2 separate regions of the Mus musculus genome follow, and region 1 is linked to region 2. A link is a contact called in public Hi-C data. All regions are on one chromosome and are shown on one strand. The core of a region is the stretch at or near the end of the contact, and the rest is flanking DNA. Distances in the headings are between cores, read along the strand shown.

Region 1 (6,268 bases), core at 1,182-3,681, 130 kb after region 2:
ATTTGCAAATTCGTCTGGAATAACAAAAAACCTAGGATAGCAAAAAGTCTTCTCAAGGATAAAAGAACCTCTGGCGGAATCACCATGCCTGACCTAAAGCTTTACTACAGAGCAATTGTGATAAAAACTGCATGGTACTGGTATAGAGACAGACAAGTAGACCAATGGAATAGAATTGAAGACCCAGAAATGAACCCACACACCTATGGTCACTTGATCTTCGACAAGGGAGCTAAAACCATCCAGTGGAAGAAAGACAGCATTTTCAACAATTGGTGCTGGCACAACTGGTTGTTATCGTGTAGAAGAATGCGAATCGATCCATACTTATCTCCTTGTACTAAGGTCAAATCTAAGTGGATCAAGGAACTTCACATAAAACCAGAGACACTGAAACTTATAGAGGAGGAAGTGGGGAAAAGCCTTGAAGATATGGGCACAGGGGAAAAATTCCTGAACAGAACAGCAATGGCTTGTGCTGTAAGATAGAGAATTGACAAATGGGACCTAATGAAACTCCAAAGTTTCTGCAAGGCAAAAGACACCGTCAATAAGACAAAAAGACCACCAAGAGATTGGGAAAGGATCTTTACCTATCCTAAATCAGATAGGGGACTAATATCCAACATGTATAAAGAACTCAAGAAGGTGGACTTCAGAAAATCAAATAACCCCATTAAAAATGGGGCTCAGAACTGAACAAAGAATTCTCACCTGAGGAATACCGAATGGCAGAGAAGCACCTGAAAAAATGTTCAACATCCTTAATCATCAGGGAAATGCAAATCAAAACAACCCTGAGATTCCACCTCACACCAGTCAGAATGGCTAAGATCAAAAATTCAGGTGACAGCAGATGCTGGCGTGGATGTGGAGAAAGAGGAACACTGGAACACTCCTCCATTGTTGGTGGGATTGCAGACTTGTACAACCACTCTGGAAATCAGTCTGGCGGTTCCTCAGAAAATTGGACATAGTACTACCGGAGGATCCAGCAATACCTCTCCTGGGCATATATCCAGAAGATGCCCCAACCGGTAAGAAGGACACATGCTCCACTATGTTCATAGCAGCCTTATTTATAATAGCCAGAAGCTGGAAAGAACCCAGATGCCCCTCAACAGAGGAATGGATACAGAAAATGTGGTACATCTACACAATGGAGTACTACTCAGCTATTAAAAAGAATGAATTTATGAAATTCCTAGGCAAATGGATGGACCTGGAGGGCATCATCCTGAGTGAGGTAACACATTCACAAAGAAACTCACACAATATGTACTCACTGATAAGTGGATATTAGCCCCAAACCTAGGATACCCAAGATATAAGATACAATTTGCTAAACACATGAAACTCAAGAAGAATGAAGACTCAAGTGTGGACACTATGCCCCTCCTTAGATTTAGGAACAAAACACCCATGGAAGGAGTTACAGAGACAAAGTTTGGAGCTGAGATGAAAGGATGGACCATGTAGAGACTGCCATATCCAGGGATCCACCCCATAATCAGCATCCAAACGCTGACACCATTGCATACACTAGCAAGATTTTATTGAAAGGACCCAGATGTAGCTGTCTCTTGTGAGACTATGCCGGGGCCTAGCAAACACAGAAGTGGATGCTCACAGTCAGCTAATGGATGGATCATAGGGCTCCCAATGGAGGAGCTAGAGAAAGTAGCCAAGGAGCTAAAGGGATCTGCAACCCTATAGGTGGAACAACACTATGAACTAACAAGTACCCCGGAGCTCTTGACTCTAGCTGCATATATATCAAAAGATGGCCTAGTCGGCCATCACTGGAAAGAGAGGCCCATTGGACTTGCAAACTTTATATGCCCCAGTACAGGGGAACACCAGGGCCAAAAAGGGGGAGTGGGTGGGCAGGGGAGTGGGGGTGGGTGGATATGGGGGACTTTTGGTATAGCATTGGAAATGTAAATGAGCTAAATACCTAATAAAAAATGGAAAAAAAAACAATGAAAGAAGAGACTGTGAATTTGAAGGAGAGTGGGGAGGTGTGTGTAGGAGGCTTTTGGAAAGAGAAGAGAGAAATGTTTTAATTGTATTGTAATCTCAAAATTAAAAGTCTAAAATATAATAATGATGATGGTGATGAAGATGATGATAACAATGAAAGAAGCTCTGGGAAGGCCTTGCTTGAGGCTCTATGACAACAGAGCAACTGGGAGTTAGAATTGAATTCAGACCCAAAGCCCAACTCATCACCATCTTGCTGTTAGCATCACCAGAGCCAGAAGGCATGACTCTTACGATCCAGTCACGGGAAAGTTCCTGTGAGCGGTAAATGAACAGTTGTAGTTCTCAGACCAGTGAGATGTTTTTCTGCACTGAACAGGAGGGTAATTCCACTTCTAAACTGAGATGTTTCTACAGAGGCCAACTTGTGTTGAGCTGTGAACCATGAAGTATTTTTGGCCAAGAATCAGCCTCATTGAGGAGCTTTAGAAAGGATGTTTTAGTCTCACACTTAATATGCACACGTATTGGGATATACATTTTAAAAGAGGAAGTAATGTTGTTTTTCTCAAAGCTGAATGGAAACAAAGCTAGACCCTATAGGTGTACCCTGAGTTTAGCCCCTGTTCTCTTGAGACACCGTGGGGGATCATTGCCATGTTTTTCTTCTGAGTTGGCTTCGGTCCCTTGTGCTTGTGGTGTGTCCAGCATATCTTATAAGCAGGAGTCAGTCTGTTGGGCCCTATCTCAAAGTTAGTGTGTGGGAAATCACTCATCTGCCATGCTATGGCTCAATGGAGGCTGCACCCTTAATGGGGAGACACACACACCAACTTTTCCAATCATCTTGAAAGATTTTCACTTCCCCCTTTTCTTTTTTTGGGTGCCATTGCCTTCCTAGTAAGACTTTACCAGTTTACCGGTGTGCTTCCGTTGGTTTCCTTAGAAGGCCTGTGGCCCAGCAGTTCAGCTGGGGGACAACTTCAATTTCCCATGGGTTTCACTGGGCTTGTTTTCTTACAGGTATGAAAGTCTACTCTGGGCAATTGAAGGCCATGGATCTTATGTCTGACTACATATGTATATGTGTATGTGTATATGTATGTGTATTATATACATATATGATGTATATTTACTAATATGTATTATATTTACATATGTGTATATATATGTGTGTGTATGTGTGTGTGTATGTGTGTGTGTGTGTGTGTGTATATATATATATATATATATATATATATATATATAAAGTTATTATTTCTCCCCAAGAGCAGGAAGCATATTAAATCTTGGTCTTAAGACAGTAGAACTCAGAGATGATTCCATATCCCAAGGAACTTCTATGCTTCCCTCAGGAGAAGCTTATGTGTTTTTCTTGTTGTTGTTTGTGTGTTTGGTTGGTTTTCCTTTGTTGTTGTTGTTTCTTCTAGGATTAAGCAACACAGCCCGTCTTCTGGAACAAACCATGACGTTTTGTTTGTTTCAAGCTCAGAGCCCTAAGACAGAACGTGGTCCAGCCCCTCTTTCAGCATAGGTTGTAACTCTGTGACCCATCTGTGGCTTGCTTGGCATGTGCTTGGGTTGCTCAGCCTGGGTCAATCCTGTCAATAGAGAAGGTTGGGCACTAGGTAACCACAAGGCCTCCTGCCCCTTCCGTGTGGGCAGGGTGGAGCCCCTTAGAAGAGACCGTGGGTGGGTTGTCACACTGTTGACCTTTGCAGAACATCATCTCATGAGATGCTGAGGAGTTATCCGGCTCCTAGAGTGGCGCGTCAACGTAAGATGTTCTGTGGCTAGAACCATAGGTCCAACCCAGAGGGGCATCTACATCTTCCTTCACCTGGCATCCCTCAGACATGAAACAAATGTCATCATTCCTTTACAATATGCTTCACCTAACACTCACACTTCTTTTTCCTTGGCCAGTGTAGCTACCAAGGCCCAGCTGCCCATTTAGTCTACACCTCCTCGTTGCCATGAGTGGATCACACTCAGTAGACATCTAGCGAGGCCATTCATACAGATGCCAGCATGGTAACTAAACTGAAGCCTTGTCACCTTGGGGTTTTGCTCTGATAGAACTGGTTAAAACCAGTGACTTCTCGTCGTTGTCTAAAACCTTCGCAGTGTGGTGTTCTATAGCTTTAAGCACAGTAGAGAAGGTAACTTCAAAAATCTCCAGTATCAAATACACCAGGCCCATTGTGCTCCTGGTCTGTCTTCTGATGACTCCGCCGCCCCGACACCCCCCCCCCAGGTCCCTTTTAGCCCAGGGTTGTTGAAGAATAAGCTACCTATGATGGGGACAGTTTGATCTGGGTGAGAATGTTAAGGAGCAGGTGCTAAGGGCTCGGTCACTGTGCATGTTTGAAATGACAGGGTGGTGTGCACTGGGGGATTATCTGTGTAAAGGCAGGAAGTGTGACAAACTAGGCTTGAATTACACTTCTCATGAACAAAACCCCCTGGACAAAGCCCCGGTTCCTGAGTTCAAGGTAATCGCCTTACAGCAATTTGTTCCATAGGGCAGGCTCAGTGATGAACCACACTCTTTGCTTGAGCACTTGTCAAAAAAAAAAAAAAAAAAAAAAGAGTCTCTCCTGTCACTGCAGGTCCACAGAGCTTCCCTTTTGTGCATGCCCCATATTATCTTCTGTGTTTAACTACACACACACACACACACACACACACACACACACACACAGAGTAAAAACAAATCTTTTCTTTTTTAAATTCACCAGATGTGCAGAAGCTGTGTCAATAGGTAGGAACAAGTATTGCTCTTGTAGAGAACCAAAGTGCAGTTCTCAGCACTCATATTGGGGACTCAAGACTGCCTGTAACACCAGTTCTGGGAGATCCCACGCTCTCTTCCGGCCTTCAGAGGCACCTACACTCACATGCACTCACATCTTACCACTGTAGATACATGTCCACACACATATATAATTTTAAAAGTTTTTCATTTGCGGTGGTGGATAAATATATAAAAATGCACCTGATAGTGAAGTATAAAATCCATTGTGAAGCCCTGTGTCTTCAGAATGGCTTCTCTAGCTTGTAGAACTTATTTGAGATGTATAGACTTTTGGTCTGGTTCATTTCTCCTGGGGATGTTTTTTGTTTGCATTTTTTCATTTTTACAGCAAGGTTTATAATTATTTTTAATTTACAACTTTAAAAAATCCCTTACTGAAAATTAAAACACAAAGCAAACAAAAAGTCATTACAATTAGAGGGAAAATTTCTTTTAAGATGAGATTAATATCAAATATATATGTATATATAATATTTATATGTATCAAATATCTATCTATCATCTATCTATCTATAGATTATATGGGTGTTATCATAGACTAAATATTTACAATGGTGTGGTTTACAGCTTTAAACAAAGTAGAAATGTTAAATTCACAGCCTTAGAGGCTCCTAGTGTCAAATATATGAGGCTCATAGTGCTGGTCTCTCTGTCTCTGTGTCTGTCTCTCTGTGTCTCTTTGTGTCTCTCTCTGTCTCTCTGTCTCTGTTTCTCTCTGTCTTTCCTATTGTTGTGATACAACCCCATGACCAAGACAACTTAAGGAAAAGTTTATTTTGGCTTACAGTTGCACAGTGCTAAGAGTCCATAATCATCACAACAGGGAGGTGTGGCCACCAACAAACAGCAGACCCAACAGCTAATTGGGTCAATTAAGAAGCTGAGTGCTCACTTCCTGAACAACAAGCAGAAAGCAGAGAAACTGGAAATGGTGTAAGTCCTTGGACTCTCAAAGCCCATCCCCAGTGACATATTTCCCCCTAAACTGTCCCAAACAGCACTACCAACTGATGACTAAGTATTCAAATACATGAATCTACCAGAGTGGGGGAGGGAATTCTTTTTCAAAGTACCACACACACACACACATATATATATATATATATATATATATATATATATATATATATATGCATGTATGTGTGCGAGTATTTGTATATTATATGTGTATGTAATATATGCATATATGTGTAATATATGCACCCATAAATATGCATATATTGTATATACATATGCTGCATATATAAATTTGTGTGTGTGTAAAACCATCCAACTTCATTTTTGAGACAGGATCTCTCACTGGGACCCGAGGCTAAACGCTTAGCTTAGGCTGGCAGCCAGGGAGCCCCAGTGATCACCTTTCTCTGGTTCCCCAGTGCTGAGATTGTAGGTTACACACATCTACTTTACAAACGATGATGCTATTTGGTCAGACACTTCCCATTTCCCAGGATGCTTCCTTTCACC
Region 2 (6,402 bases), core at 2,831-5,330:
TACATTTTGACAGTCATGTTAAAAACTCAAGAGAACTCACTCCTATTAACATAGAAAACACATTACCTAAAAGGCAGGGTTTTTTTTTTGTTGTTGTTGTTTTTTAATGTAATCAGCAGCATGTGGTAGTAAACCCATCAATTCTCAAAGGAGTAGGAAGGTATGAAAATCTTACATCGATATAACTGGTCACTGATAGAACTACAAGGTTGAAAAGGTTCAGTGTATTTAGACAGACAGACAGACAGCGTCTCACTCAGGATCTAGTTATTGCATTTATTATTCATCAGAACAGTTAAGTGACTTAACACCATTGTGCTCATTGGTCTTTTCTAAGAAAAGGAGAAGGTAACTTTTATCCTAATTTCTAGACCACAATCTATATTGTAGACCTACAGGGAAACACAACGGCAGAAGTTATAGCTAATAGTTTATGCATAGACGTGCAAGGATTTTTCTGCACATTTTATCTTAGTAACGAGCATATTCTTTCTCAAGTGGCTCATTAAAACATATTACACTGTTTTCACCGTAAGTTTACTCAGTTTATTAGTGAAATGACAGTTTCACTGTTCCTATTGAACTAATGAGGAACACAGTATTGCTGTTTTAGCTCAGAACAATTTCGTTACTCTTTTGAAAAGCACCTTAGGGTTTTTTTCCTTCCAAACTGCTTATAACAAACCTTTAATATTTCTCCTCCTTCTTTTGCAATGAAGGCCTTCATAATAATTGTTATTACTAGCCCAATTCCAGGCTAGACTTCTACAGGCTCCATGAAAGGACCTCCAGAGTATGCTGTAAAGTACACATGACTCTCAACAATCCTTGTAAAGGAATCAACCTTTGCTGCAATTCAAAATCTGTATGTGGCTGAAAAACCATATTCATTATTAATATTCTATGAAAATAGTCAAATTTAAAACCATCACTTCCTATCTAGATGTTCATACGAGTGGCTCAAAGAGCTGCTTCGAGAGGCTCCAAAGGCATTTTAAAGACCATGATCAGAAAGAACTTGAACTCTAGCAGCCATGGTGGAAGTGTTTGGGTGTTGCTCATGGTTTGTCAGGTTTAAAGCAGGTTTCCACTGGCCTGTTGTTCTCATTTTTATTAAAATGAAACAAACAAACAAACAAACAAAAAGCCACAAGCCAAGCCAGCAATAATTTGCTGTCTCGTACCACTTTAATGACTGCACCGGGAAGGACACCCCTTCAGCCTGGATGTGTATCCTGGATACATGGAGCCAAAAGCAGTTTGTTTCCCTGCCAGGTCAACAAACATTTGTCACTCATGACAGTAAGTCTCCATTTATTGCCGATATTAGTATATTCTATTGCCACATGAGCCATCAAGAGAGCTTAGAAGACAGCTGGGCACATCTGATTTCTACAGTTTGTCTTTATGAAAAGGCCTGTGATAAAAAGGAACCCTACACATAGTAAACAGGGGAAACTGGTGGTCCATGGTCAGAATCGATAGACACGTCTGTAAACATGGTAAAGGGGCTGAGCCTCCGCCAGCCATAATACTGCAGCAGCGCTAGGGTTTGCTGCAGTGTTGGCATAGGGTTTAGTCTCCAATCTTGGTGCCCTAAATGGCTAAATTCTCAAGCATCTATTCCATGTATCCATTTCATATGTGTGTGTGTACATACATATGTATATGTGTATATATACATATTCATATGTTATGTATACACACACATTTATATGATGGTGTCTTATGCATCCACGGTTCCGCTCAAATTCACTATGTAGCCAAGTCTGACCTTGACTTCTGATCCTCCTGCCTATATTTCCTAAATGCTGTGTGCTACACTTGGTTTATGTGGTACTGAGGATTGAGCCCAGGGCTTCTTGCCTGCTTAGCCAGCAGCCTACTTCCAGAGCCCCTCCCAGGGTACTACATGCTCTCTACCTCTTCCTGCAAGAGAAGGCAGTAGTAGGCAGCACTGGCTCTTGTTTAAGGGAGTGCTGGGAGGCTATCTCCCGGCAGCACAGCTGGAACCACACAGCTCCTCTGCAGGCTCCCTCCACAGAGAACGCAAAAAAACAAAAACAAAAAACCAAAACAGAACAAAACCAACAACAACAACAACAACAACAACAACAAACAGTCAAGAGTATCTTTCTCTTCTTTCCTAGGAAGAAGCTGGAAGTAAATACGAGTATGGAATTCAACAGGTGGCCAGGGCCTTTACATTCAGTTATTTGGAAGCATAGCAGATTCCGCTCCTCGGAATCGTCTGGTTAGAAAACACATAATTATTGTATCATCTTTGAAGCACGTCAAGGAAAAAGTCAGCTGAGGATAATAATCGTCTTTGCTTTAAAGGCAAATCCCCAATAGCAACAAAAAAATTTGTTTAAACGACAGATCTTGAGACCCAAGGGAAAGACGAGCTTTAAGGGCCTGACAAGAGAATTCGCGTATGTGACCTTCTTACTAAAGGTTACCTGAGTACACCAGAAGTGGCTACCAAGCCAGGGGAGGAAAGACATCGTCCTCAACACGCACAGTTATGAGGGTGAACCCCAGTGCTAGAAAGATGTCTTTTCAGAACTCCTCACTTTAGATGCTGAGTAGTTTGTGTGTGTGTTTTAACCAAACGAATAACTAAAAAAAAAAAAAAAAAAAAAAAAAAGAAAACAAGAACAATTCAAGGTCATGCACAATCAGTAATAAATTAAACTATTAAGGAGCAATCGTGGGCAGGAGAGAAAACAAATCTGAGTCACCGAAGGGAAGAGGGATTCAAAACTACTTAGTGTATTTTGTAGAGAATGAGAAACAAAAATGGTTTCATTATGGCTTTAGGATGGAAGCGCTTTAGGGTCCCTGCCCGGTTCCCTTAAATCAAAGCCTTGGTGGCACTGAGGATACCAGGAATCAACCTAGCCTTCCGCCCACCCGCCCCCATAACCGTGCCCGGTGGTGGCTGTACTCCAGTGGGCCGTGTTCCCCAAGGTTCCTCAAGATGTGGCGCTGGTCACTCCAGTAAATCCATCGTCCAGGCGAGGGGGCGGAGAGAAGAGCCCTTATGGAAGATAGAGGGCAGCCAGGCCTTTCTTGAGCAGGGCAGGGTACATCTTTGGCCCACAGTTCCCCGGGCGGCAGGAGCTTCAAGGTAGGACCTTGGGGCCTGGATAGGGCTCTCCCTCGCACCAGAAGTCGTCGGCCTGTGGTGTCTCCAGGAGCCACACTTCTCGGGGAAGGTCGCAGGCAGAGCCGGAAGCCTCCTTGGGTCTGATGGGCTCCACTACACGGTAATAGTGGCAGTCCCGGCCGTCCTCCGGGTCGTAGGGTGGGGCCAGGATGTCCAGGAAGGCAGCTGGCCCGTCCACGGCATCAATCTGGTGCAGGTTGTCCCGGTGTGGAGTGAGCACGCAGGGCCCACTGGCCTCGGTGTACTCGGCCCGGGAACGCAGCACGCCCGGTCGCACGGCCTCCCGCTCCAAGGGCTGCAGCGGGGGCTCGAACTGCTGCTCTGGCGGCGGCCGCCGATGCCCGGCCCCCGTGTCCAGCTTGTCCATGCAGCTGATGCGGACCGTGCCGTACAGCACCTTGAGCATACCGTGCATGCCCGGGTGGTCGTGCAGCGGGATGCACGTGCCGCTCTTGAGCAGGAACACGCCCAGGCTGAAGCCCTCCGTCTCGTAGATGTGCATGTAGGTGACCGGCGGGAGGTTGCGGGGCAGCGGCTGCGGCAGCGCCTTGCGCGGCGCGATGTTGAGGTCCTCGGCGCGCACCTGGGTCAGCAGGCTCTTGAGCAGGCTCAGGTTCTCCGGGAAGCCCGGCGCCGGCCCTTCGGAGCCCGTCGAGCTGCCGCGGAAGGTGAGACACGCCTGGCGAGCGATGCGCTGGATCAGGGAGGCCATGTTGTCGCGGGGCATGCTTGGCGCTTCCTGCGCGGCTCGCGGCCGGCCCGTTCCGCCTCTGCGCCGCCCCTTGCGGTCTCCGGCGGCCGCCACGGCTACCCGCGCGGACCCCCGCGCCAGGCGGGAGACCTCCCCGCAACAACCGGCCAGCGGGGCGCGCGGGGCCGCCTTGCACGGTCGCCCGCTTAGCGCGCCAATGGTCGGGCGCTTGCCCGCGCGCGAAGGCGAGTGCGCACGCGCACGGCCGCTACCCGCACTCACGCTCCGGGGCCCAGACAGGCGCTGGCGCGGGCCGTGCCAGGCGCTGCCTCACGCGCGGAGCTCCATTCACGCGGCCCACACCAACGACTACAGCCGGGCGCGGCGGGAGCGCCGCAAGGCACGCTGGGATGTGTAGTCCGAGCCTGCGCTTGCGCGGGGCACGAACGCGTCCTGCGGAGCAGGGGAAACCAGGATTTTTTTAAGAACTTGGCAGAAAGCGAGCAGCGCGTTCGTTTTGCAGAGCCTCAGGGTGTTTACTTGTTTGATAAAACTGAACTATTATTGCAAGAGATATAGCCAGTTAACTACAACTCCCGCCATCCCCGCAGTCGGGGTGACATACTTCCGGCAGCTGGTGGAGGCTTCTCGCCGCTGGGAAAAAAACGGCACAAGAGGGTCGTTAACCTTCTTGTGCCGCTAGGGCCTGCTGGGTCACTCGGGGTCACCTTTGACCCTTGCTCCCTAGGAATGAGGTTTCGGGGTCAACCTTAGCTGCTCGTAGGCCACACTGTGTGCGCCGTGGAGATCTGTGGATGGCGCTTGTCTATTTTTCTGTTTCTTAGGAGGTGAATGGGGTCGGGCGGGTAACCAAAGCGGTCACCCAGCACAGCTGTGCGCAGCTGTTGTTTGCCTCTGGGCCTGATGACGCTGCTCCTTGACTCACTGATAGCGGGAAGCTTTGAGAGGCCATTTGCTACAGCCAAGGGTTCTGTATACTAGTGGTTATCCATCCGTAGGGCGCCCGAGAAACACCAGTTGAGGGGCAAGGGGCGTTTTGTCAGAATAGATTATCGCTGTCATGAGTCTCTAGAGCAATGCAACTATCGGGCTGGTTTATGAAGTTAGGTCACCGCAGAGTGATTATTCTCTGGACTTTTTGCAGACGTAGGTGGTGGCTGGCAAAGGAAGATAGTAGATATTATGAATTTAAATCTTACCCTTGAATTTAAGGTCTTCTTGGACTTTCAGAATTAAACATGGGTTTATAACTGCAGTGGCCCAGGAAATCCTTTTCAGTTAAGAAGGCAGGCTTTTAGTGTGTATGTGTGTGTGGGTTTTGCATCCTAGCCAGTAAGTGTGGTATTCCAGGTACCTTGTTAAATACATTAAATAATGAGTTTTATCTTAGTAATACCCTCACAGAAACTTTTAAGACGTAGGCACTGACTGTATTATTCCCCGCCTGTACACGAGAGATTAATTTGCAGGTGCGCATTTGGAAAAGACGTAAGTGCAACTTAACGAAACACAGTTTGAATTGGTGTAAAAGGAACCAAGGGACACAAGGACGTAGCTTCTGCAGCTTATTGTGGTGCTCACAAGCTGTGGCTTTCTGCACAGCGTACCTTTCCAAGTCCTCAGTTCATTCCTCCAAAGAATGCTGGGTTTGATGCATCCAGACTTCTGAGTCATTGTTTCTCACCCAAAGTCCCTCGGTAGCTTAAAGGGCGATTCTAGACGTTATACCCCAGGGCTTCTGATTCAGTATTGGGGTGAAGGATAGAATTCTGGTTGAGAGGTGCCCACTGAAGTGGTTCGAGGTTCAGCACCCATGTTGGGGGGGGTGTCACTGTGAGATCTGTAAATGGTGAGCCAACCCCATTTACATTCCACAGTAAGAGCAACTATTTGGCTACGTAAATGGATCCTTAAGATTACTTGTGTTTGAGCCGGGCAGTGGTGGCGCACGTCTTTAATCCCAGCACTCGGGAGGCAGAGGCGGGCGGATTTCTGAGTTCGAGGCTTACAGAGTGAGTTCCAGGGATAGCTAGGGCTACACAGAGAAACCCTGTCTCAAACAAACAAACAAACAAAAAGATTACTTGTGTTTTAGAAGCTGGTGGTGTGCCATCCTTAAATGCACTATGGAAGTTCATCATGTAAGGAAATCCCATGCAGTTTATTTGTAAAGTAAGGAATATTTAAGAGAAAGTTCTTTTGTTTTCACATACAGATTTTTTTGCTTACTGGCTTTACTTGTATAAAGAGTAGTTAGCAGGAGAAACAGACACCAAAGAGCACAGACCTAAGCAGCATACAGCCTGCTTGATTTCCACGCCCCCCACCCCCTCTTTAATAGTTGTCTGCAGTTACATGAAGGAAGCTGTATTTCATCTGTCAACTGGAAGGTTAGATACTTATGCAAATGCCCAATGATGCCTTTGGGAACAGAGTAACTACCACAGGACAATAGGTATTATTAAGATTTTTCAGTGGCTACAAGTTACCCTTTAGAGACCAATAGGTTTAGGCACTC

Evidence for each region. A called contact is a pair of places that touch in the nucleus more often than the background predicts.
Region 1: a contact with region 2 is called in a Hi-C map of B cells, with 6 read pairs. The contact joins the enhancer-like site here to the promoter of Ado in region 2. A contact is called at or near these places in 4 of 39 promoter capture datasets (3T3-L1-derived adipocytes, the C10 cell line and neutrophils), 1 of 15 datasets of contacts at CTCF or cohesin (the NIH/3T3 cell line), 3 of 484 Hi-C or Micro-C datasets (B cells, bone marrow-derived macrophages and nephron progenitors), 9 of 115 datasets of contacts at active chromatin or transcription factors (CD8 T cells, bone marrow-derived macrophages, craniofacial prominence and 5 more) and 2 of 9 other capture datasets (adipose tissue and liver).

Annotation. Positions count from the first base shown.
Region 1 is chr10:67,676,795-67,683,062 of GRCm38.p6, forward strand. No RefSeq gene overlaps it. Among named protein-coding and RNA genes, the nearest start is that of Gm32438, 14 kb to the right of the region's middle. Within about 2 kb of position 2,432, at least 12 of the 459 cell types and tissues checked have an H3K27ac peak or open chromatin away from gene starts, as enhancers often do. A contact at or near this core is called in B cells, where this site is marked.
Region 2 is chr10:67,544,875-67,551,276 of GRCm38.p6, forward strand. It overlaps Ado (2-aminoethanethiol (cysteamine) dioxygenase), which reads right to left and starts at 4,081. Exons shown (of 1, transcript NM_001005419.2): 1 at 1-4,081. The coding sequence starts at 3,899. The coding sequence ends at 3,129.